Linked DNA regions of Oryzias latipes: region 1 is linked to region 2. The links are chromatin contacts, called in public Hi-C maps. All regions are on one chromosome and are shown on one strand. Each heading gives the region's core, a stretch centred on a gene start, on an enhancer-like site or on the middle of the called end of the contact. The rest is flanking DNA. Distances are from core to core; before and after follow the strand shown. Region 1 holds the start of LOC105355825 (urokinase plasminogen activator surface receptor-like). Region 2 holds the start of slc29a3 (equilibrative nucleoside transporter 3).

Evidence for each region. Hi-C and Micro-C count contacts between places; a contact is called where the count stands out from the background.
Region 1: a Hi-C map of embryo shows a contact between it and region 2, with 4 times the contacts expected there. The contact joins the promoter of LOC105355825 here to the promoter of slc29a3 in region 2. A contact is called at or near these places in 4 of 5 Hi-C or Micro-C datasets (embryo and fibroblasts).

Annotation. Positions count from the first base shown.
Region 1 is chr15:26,811,831-26,816,606 of ASM223467v1, forward strand. It overlaps LOC105355825 (urokinase plasminogen activator surface receptor-like), which reads right to left and starts at 1,421. Exons shown (of 3, transcript XM_011484670.3): 1 at 1,037-1,421. The coding sequence starts at 1,097. It overlaps LOC101163926, which reads right to left. Exons shown (of 24, transcript XM_020709728.1): 23 at 3,391-3,511; 24 at 2,491-3,297. The coding sequence ends at 3,232.
Region 2 is chr15:26,627,281-26,632,065 of ASM223467v1, forward strand. It overlaps slc29a3 (equilibrative nucleoside transporter 3), which reads right to left and starts at 1,820. Exons shown (of 7, transcript XM_023963584.1): 1 at 1,698-1,820; 2 at 1,012-1,085; 3 at 548-894; 4 at 273-355. The coding sequence starts at 1,012. unc5b (netrin receptor UNC5B) reads right to left here. Exons shown (of 16, transcript XM_023963580.1): 16 at 2,934-4,785.

The sequences.
Region 1 (4,776 bases), core at 171-2,670, 180 kb after region 2:
GAAAACCCAGTTTTCCTTCAGTGAGTATTTAAAAGTTGCTGCCCATCAAAAGTTACTAATTTTTTGTCAGCCGGACAGACACTAAAAGTTTGTTTTTCTACAGAAAATATCAATCAAAATCAAAAAAATCAAATTCTATTTGTGCAGCCCAAAATCCCAACATAGTTGTCTCGATGAGTTTCACACTGGTAATTGAACAAAAGCATAAAATGAGTCATAAAATACAATAGTTGATGGCTAAACTGCTAAACTGGGCATCCCTGCTCTTAGACCCTTAGATTTTAAGCTTGTTTGCTACTTGAAACATCTTTTATGTAAGAAAAATACTGCAAAAATAATCAGGAAAAAAAACAAAAACGGATCGACAGACAGCTAAAAAAACCTTCAAAAAAAACATCGTACTTGTTGTTGTTGTTTTGAATTGCTCATCTTTGTGTGTAATGCTGGGAGTTTGTGTCGACCCTAATCGGCCTCCACAGCCACGATGCACACATGCTGCAAGTATTAGCCTCCAGGCCTATTAAGAGATTAGCTGCTGGGATTGCATGCTGGTTTCAACAGAGGATGACACACAACATTGTATAAATCACTTCAGACTTGGATGAGAATTAAAAAAAACAATTGCATAAAACATCTGTCAAAAACAGGTAAACGATGACGGAAGCAATACTTCACAAATATTTAGCCAATAAGAACCTGGAGCTATTGTTCCTTAAATTATGTGTAATACACCACAGGCCAAGTGGACCACAGAACACATTTCTAATGTTTTTTCTGGTACACTAATGTCATCATGATGGTTAAAAACACAAGCCAAGACGTCTGATGAAATATCTGACAGAGGAAATCCACTGTGCAATCTTCTAGTGTTAGGGCACAGAGGCATTTTGAAGAGCTAAACCACCTCCAGAGACAAACACACAAAAAAGTGACAAACTGTTACACTGGGGGCTTCTAAAAAAGACACAACTGAACGACAGGTGAACAGAGAACAGACACGACAAAACATGGAAGAAAAAAAAGAGTGCATCCTTACAGTGGGTTTGCAGTAGGAACACAAAAAGGAGGAACAGCAGAGGGCGGTGGGCAGCTCTCATGGTGCTGCTGCTCCTTGCTGGTCCTGATCAGACAATGAAAAGCAGCTTGTTTGCTCCCTAAGACCCCTCAGCCTAATCTGGGCTATCAAACACACAGTGCAGGAGATTACCGGCTCCTCCGGTGGGCCATCAGCTGGGAGTTAGGTGACAACAGTATATTCCTCGGTTTGGACGACCCCAACCTTTCACCTAAACGTTCTGACACAGCCTTACCTGTCGTAGGTCTGCCTCTTCCCTGAGCTCACATCCGCTTCAGTCTTTGAGTCAATCTGATGCCGACAGCTCTAAGTAGCTCATCTTGCAGTTTACGCAGCGCCACACTAATTTGCTTAAGTTTGAGGCCACATGGCAACACTTTTGTGCCATAAATGACCCATTGTGACGTTTAAAGCCTCTTCTTTTGAATTTTTGTAGTTTTTTTTGTGTGTGAAGCAGAGATTATAAGTGCTTTTTTGTGTGTGATAGATGTGAAAAATACTTTAATGTTTTGAGAAATGAAACATCAAGACCCACTCCAACGAAAACAGTGTTTTTTTGTTGACCTTTGACCTCAGGTATGAGGCTGCCATCTTGCATTTAAAAAACTAAAAACACCTTTAGTACCTCCTGCTGGGGATTTCGATCTATCACCTCCAAACTCCTTCAGTATCATTAGGAAGCTACTTGGGGAAGAAATGTTGGAATTAAAGTTGTAGATTTCTAACGGCTTTAACACGGTCGTGTTCTTTTTGTTTACTTTTTTTTACCCGGGAGTATTGTGAAGATCTAATACATGAAAGGTTAGCTCAAGCTGAACAAAACTAAATAATATAGGATATGAACATACTAAAAAAAACTCTGTTGCCAAGGAAATCCAAAAATTTACTTTTGCAGATTCTCCTAAACTTTTCATAGATCTGTTCGTCACCCCCAGGTGACCAAAAAATAAAATGGTTGCTATGGAGATGAAACCTACAGAAAAGCCGCCATTCTGAAAAAAAGGCGGTTTTCATGAATTTGTCACAGTTTTGACACCACTTGCAGCTTTCATTTTTATTTTATTTACTCTTCCCCTTGTTTAAAAAAAAAAATAAAAAATGTATTATTAAGGCAGAGGAAAATTAAACCAGGACATCTTCACCCCTAATGCTTTTGTTGTGGCGTCTCATTTATTAATGATTAAAATATATTTTGCATGATCTTCAATCATGTATTTTCTGGTGGCTGTATTTGAATTTCTGTCGATGTTGAATTTCAAAAGATAAACTGGGTTTGGAGGCTGTAAAATACTAATGTCTAGAAACAAGAATGCATGACATCTAATTTCCATTTCCCTGGACTGTAAAGTGGAATGTTTTATGCATTTGTTCCAAACAAATAGCGTTAAATATAAAAAAAGTCATAGTAAAAAGCGTTAATGTCAAGCTGTATTGCCATGTTTTATTGCACTTCATAAGCCGATGCTGTACAGTAGCTGTGCAGAGTATTTCTGGGCGTGACAGCTGTTGCAGGATGAGCACATTTGTTCCAAATTCAGCTCTTCCTCACAACTGAACAACATTAGTTTGATTTATATCAAAATTAAATCCAAAAAATAAAGTTACACAATTTCATTGAAAAAGCTATGACAAATATCTACACGGTTACATGAGAGAAAGCGGATGAATAACTTGTTTATCAAAAAAATGCACAATTCATTTTATACTGGGACTCTCCTACAGTACAATATGTACAAACAATAACATTTTTTTGTATTTTTTTACATGCAAAAAAAAAATTATACCAGTGACAGTTTGTGTTCCGTTACAACATTTTCTACATAAATCTTTTTTTTATTTTATTTCCAAAGTCTAGCATTCTCTACGATCCAGAGGAGACAACAACAGGAGCAGGTAAACAGTCTTCTCCCTCAGTGGCTGTCATGGCAACATCATTTAACCCACAAACACTCCCTCAGTCCCAAACACACACTTGCACACAGACACACTCATTAGTGATATGATAAATCTTTTAAAACTTTGTACCGGGTCTCAGAACAGCACAATGCACAGGGAGACCAGAAAATGTACAGCGAAGTCCCTCCCATAGAACCTCCCATAGAACTTTTGGAAAGCTAAACCTCCGTGGTTCTGCGTCAAGCCAGCTTGCCTTGCTGCTAACACTTCCCCATCTTGGAGATCAGCTCATCGCAGATCCTTGTGAGCTCATCGATCTCTTTGTTCTGAGGAAGAAGAGAAAGAAAAAACAATCATAAAACAAACACTACAGCAGCTTTTCGGTGACGTTTCCTCTGGTTTTCCATCTCTCTTCCGACCTTTTGCTCCAACGTCCGCTCCAGGGAGTCCACCTTCATCTGCTCCTTCCTCAGGCTAGCCTGGTAGACCGCTTGCTCCTGTTTGGCACGGCTCTTTACCTGTGCTATCTCTGCGTTGGCCCTGAAGGTAAGAGAAACATGTCAAGTGTCCAGTACTCCATCAGAAATGGACAAACAAATACAAACGACCGTAATAACACCAGAAACTCAAGCTCAACATTAGACCTTGTAAAGCCCAAGATTGGACAGATCATTCGCATTTTTTTGGAGTTAAGATTTTTAAACCCTTTGATGAAATCCACAAAAAATGTGCAATATCAATTTTTGTATGAGATATAGATAGTGTCAATTATGAACCCCTGGGAGATGAAAAATTATTCACATAAATGTTCAGAAAAAGAAATTTAATCCACACATTTTTAACATGTATTATCAAGAATTAAGTATCAACTAATAATGTTTTTTTTTTCATGACAGCAAGTAGTCATTTGAAAAAGAATAACAATAGGGGAGTTATTCTCACCATGAAGTTTAGAAAATTAGCAAAACATTTCTTGCAAAAAATGTTCATGCTAATAAGACAGGGGTTTCAGAAATGTAAGTATCAAATATAATATGAATGGTTATTTTGGGGTTAATCTCTGCATTCAAGTTTGAAAATTAAAGTAATTGGAGCCTGATCAGTTCACTAAGTGACCCCTAGATTACTTTTAAAAATGCAAAGCAGCGGTAAATTGCAAAATGCATTTTCAGTTGAATTATGGAGCCATGACAATTGAACCCACAATAACTCACGCTGACACCAGCATAACGAAAATGATCAGAAATGGGTTCAGTGGTCTGACTGGTTTGTGGTATTTTCCACTTAATTTGATTTTTAAGGAAAAATGGGCCTTAGTTCTTATGGGTTAAAATACAATCGATTTTACTTCTATTCAAAAGTTGCTTTTAGAAATGTAAGCCTGATTTTCAGATTTTCATATTGAATTAAAAATTGCGAAATGCATTTTCAAATTGAAAATTGAATATAACTTTGAATTATGGGTAAAAAAAAAACTTTCATTTCTGTGGTTGACATGATGCTCATGAAGTAATGGTAATTTAATTTCATCAACCTCATAATTTTAAAATAAATTATACATCAGATATTTTTTTGCTGATTTTTTAATGGATTATTATTTGGCGATGCTGCAATGACGACATCAGAGCTGAAAAGCTGCCTTCAGATCTGCCACCTGGAGACCAATGACTGCATATGAGGTCCATACCATTGACTGTACGTGACGCCTGGACTGAGTGACCCACTCCTCCTTCTGCGTTTCAAAAACAGGAAGTACGTGCCAACTCCAATAAGTCAAAATCCCATTTTAAGAAATAAACAGCTGT
Region 2 (4,785 bases), core at 570-3,069:
TAAACTGTAGTAGGAGAGCGTGTGAACAGAGAACTCTCAGCAGAGGGGAGGGGAAGTGGGGCGTGGTCGCACAACTCGCAGAGGTGAGTTTCTAATGAACTCCTGCCACTCTGCAGAAACTATGTCCTAGAAAACGAAACAGGTTTTTGATTCTGGCTAAAAAGGACATGATTATAATTATAAGAGACCTGGAAGATGGATCAAAAGATGATGGGAGTGGGTCTTTAAAAGGCGTTTGTGTGCGAGTTGTTGTGTTTGTGTGCACATTCTACCTGTTAACCAGCATGTAGTTGAGTATCAGACACAACACGGAGGGCACAGTGGAAGCAATGGACAGGTAACTTTCAAAATAGTCCTGACGAAAGAAGAGACGTTTTTATTAGAGTCCTCCTCTGATCCAGAAACATTTTTAAGAATTGATTCCAAACACCTAAAGAAAGTCGAAGCAGCAGCTTCGTATTTCAATAGTTTCAACTCTACAAGACGCTCACTGGCACAGTAATGGTCTTCCTTTGGGGTCACACAAACCGCCAGAAGTCTTACTCACGCTGATGTCGGAGCGACGCTCCCCCTCTTTACCGAGATCGCTGCTGTTGCTCAGTTTGTAGATCCAGTAGTGTTTGGCCGTGATGAAGAAGTTCCAGGGCAGCAGGGAGCCGATGCCCATCAGGAAGAAGAGGACGTAGACCAGATTATAGGAGTCCTCGGGGGTGAAGCGCACCACCAGGGGGGACAGGGACGGTTTGGGGAGCAGAGACTCAGACGGACTGTGATCCTCGCTGTCCTCCTCGTCCGTCGTGATCCCGTCCTCGAATAAAGTCGGACGGTAAGACGAGTTGAGACTCGCCTGCACGGGTTCGGCGTCATCCATTTTCACAGGAAGAGGCCGCGACACTTTGAGGGTAAAGGTAGAGATGAAAAAGGAAAAAAAGTGAAACAGTACTCAAAAAAAAGCTGCAAAGAGATGAAGAACATTATGAAACATTACAAAATGACGTTAAAATAACTCACTTTTACTTCTGCATGTCAACACAAGGAAACAGACACTTTTGGTTTGTTTTCTGAGGTTGTTTTCATTCTGCAGCCTGCAGGGAGGAACACAAAAGTTAGATTTAATTAATAAAATAAGTCCCTTTCTTAATTAAAATCAACAAAAACAATAACAGATTTGTTTTATGACAGATATGTCAGATGTGTATATAATAATTCTCACAGCTGCATCAGTAAATGGATCAATGGATTCATGCAAACTTAGACCTCCACCACATGAAGTCACGTGGTTTCCACTTCAAAGAGTCACTTAAACCAATAAACCTAACAAACTGTCACATTCCTCTGAGATCTGCTGACAAACTCAGAGAAAAAACAGGTGACTTGTTGGAAAAAAACAGCAGACTTTGCACAATGAAATGTGTTAAAAGGGGAACTATTCTTCACGTGATCCTTACTGAGATTTAAAAAAAAAGAACGAGATTTACAGATTTCCGCGAGTCCCGCTGAATAAACAGAGATAAGCCATACAATTGTTTCTGCATTTACAACTTTTGGAAACGTCACCGTTTTGGCCACTTTTTTGTTTATCAAATATTGCCCTACACTTCACTAAATCTTCACAAGCTTCCCCTTAAGAAAAATAAAATTGTTATTGTTTATATGCAAATAACAATAATAATAATATTCATAATAAAGTTCCGTACCGCGCCTTTCTGGGAAAATTCTCTGCTGTTTTCTTTTTGTTTTGCTAAAGTTCATTCCAAGCACGGCAAGCATTCCGGCACTAACTGGGTTTCTGGTCAGCTGACTGGCGGAAGTGGGGATCCTTCGAAGTCAAATACAGGCCTTCAAATTAAAACTGTTGCATGCAATGAAACCCACAAAATGTAAAATAACTTGAAGATTCACAGTCTATTGTTAATATGGCCCTTTTTTAGGCACTTTATATTAATTAAAATAGTAAAAAATAGTTTTAAATTTTTATATAAATAAATTAAAATAAAATAAAAAAATGTTTTTCTCTTGTTTTGAAAATAAATACTAAAATAAATCTATCGGAAGTTAAGGTGGAAAAGATTAATCTGTTTCCTGTTCAGCTTTGGTATTTACACGAAATCGTTTTGAAAATAAATACTAAAATAAATCTATCGGAAGTTAAGGTGGAAAAGATTAATCTGTTTCCTGTTCAGCTTTGGTATTTACACGAAATCGTAATATTAAGGGGAAACGTTATAAACCATATTAAATTATGGTATCAAAATTAAATATAGAAATGTAGCATTTTTGTAACAAGGTATTAAAATAAGGTGTTAGTAAAAAATATTTAAACGTTATATCTTGTACTTCACACCAAAAAATAAAATACTCACAATACGCACAAAAATTCATTTTAGTTTTATAAAATTATTAAATGATAGGAGTACGTTGCCCTAATGATTTTCTCAGATACAATAACCTAAGTTTACCAGGAGGGGGCGCTAAGATATAGCATATTAACTAAGGGTTAGTTTTGTATATCTATGGTTTAATCTCCAACTTAAAAATTGGTCTACATAAATAGAAAAACTGTTAGAAAACAAGATTAGACCAGGTTTTTCTCATTACAAAAAAGCTTTATAATAAAAACTGATTAAAGGTGAAGCCAAAGAAAGAAAACAAAACATCCAAAAATATTTGGGAAGCAATTTACCTTGTGATGTGATGACAAATTCCAAATAGTTGACCTTTGTAAAGACACATTAGTAAATGTTTTATTTATTTATTTTTTAACAAACATGCAGCCGCTTTCCTGCTTAGTTCACTTTGTATTACTTAGAGTTGAAAAAAATCCTCCAGCAGTGGGAGAACTGTTGGGTTAAACTGAAGTCAGGTGTTACGTTTTCAATTTATAGATTATAAAAAGGTTCAATTAACCCGTTAGGAGAAAGGCGCCAAAGCAGTTTTCAATTAATAATGTGTTTAATGGAAGGAACAGGTGCAAAAGTGTTTCCTATTGTTACAATCATAATGCAGCACACAGTCGCCATAGATTACTCAGCGGGAGAAATGACAATTTCTCACACATACAAAAAAAAAAAAAGATTAAAACTCTGCATAAATGTCAAAGTCAGTGGTTAAAGGCCACTTTAACATCTTCAGGAACTGGTAATGTGAGCGCCTGTCAGCCTACACGTTAAAAACTTTCAACTTAAATGGACTTCAGGGGAATTTGTCAGTAAAGTGTGAAGCTAAAAGGCACATTTTCAGCAGTGCTGCAGATTCAGTTGAAAACGGGGTGTAATTGACAAACCAAGTGTCATTTAACAGTAGTTTTGTTATTTAGCTTGAGTGCCAAGTTCCTGAGAAGGATGCAAATGCATTTTTACTCAACATTCATAGAAAAGAAAAGAAAAAAGGGGAGACAACAAGACAAACATTGCTGTTAAACTAAGAAATATAATTTATTGCATAAAAATTATATTTAGTTACAGGTAAGAAGGCTAGACATTTATTTACAATTGGTTCTTTAGAGAGACAAAATAATGTAACACAATTTATTTTGTTTTCTGTAAAAACGCCGGACTTTTCGGACAAAAGGCTGAGTTTATCTCTTTAAATCCGGTACGGCTCCAGGTAAACTCTCCAGCAATATGGCCAAAGATCCAGCAGACCCTCCAGAAATCTGGATGAACAAAACACTGTAGTCTACAGGCATCAGTCTCTGCCATCATAACTGAGAAAACGGGAAATGTCCTGCACTTTGAGGAGATCCGAGGAACTGGACGGGTTGTGTTTAGGTATGTATTCATGGCAAAGACCTGCAGGGCATGAATTCACAACATTAGTCATGGCTCGGGCTGCAGCCGTCGCATCACTTTGTTTTTGTTGTCGACATTTATAGCTTCCTTGGTCTGTGATCCATCTCTTCCATTCCAGATGGAGAATTCCCGCAGACTAGCATTTTCAAGAATGTTAAGCCATTTCTGAGAGACAGAAGAAAAAAAATAAAAACCCTGTCAATGCCCTGATCTGAAAAAATAGAGGTACTCTTTTGGGGAAAGAAAAAAACGGATGTGGAAATGCTTTTCTTTTGTACTTGCATAGCACTTACAAAGAGAAATGACAGATCGTAAAAACGTGTGCACACGTACGTGCACAGCCACCTGCCCACACAGAGCCATTCACTCACAGGAGCGTTCATTCACGCCAAGCATGAGTCACTGCTGAAGAGGAGGGATACTGATGCTGTTTTGGTTTTGTTGTACCTAAAGAAATCAACACTTTTTTTTTTCTTGAGGAGGACCCACAGGATGGGAGGAATGGCTGCACATGTTATCTCAATTACCATCAAAACATTGACAGAATGTTATTGATTATGCAAACACTATGAGGGCTGGAATCACAAAGCAGGCAGCTTAGGCAATAGATTAACAAAAGTTGCATATTTAGTGAAAAAGCATCTCTATAATTCCGTTTGTTTTGAGGTAAACTCTTGTTGATGGTCCCTCGGCGCCAAATTGATTGACGCTTTCGTCAAATTTAATCACCTTTTTAAAAAGAAGAAACTTTGCAGGAAACGAAAGTAAAAAATCTTGAACTTTAAGGTTTGTTTCATAAATTCACTAGGATCATCTCTAATTTATGTTTCAGGTTATTTTTTTTTTTACATTTTTGTATGGATTAATAATTTCGAAACACATAATTTGCTATTCACGACAGAGAATTAGCTAACTTTCCCATTTTGTCTGCTCTACTTGGATCATAATTAAACAGAGAAGCTCGGCGGCGGTCTAATCCAGGACAGATTACAAA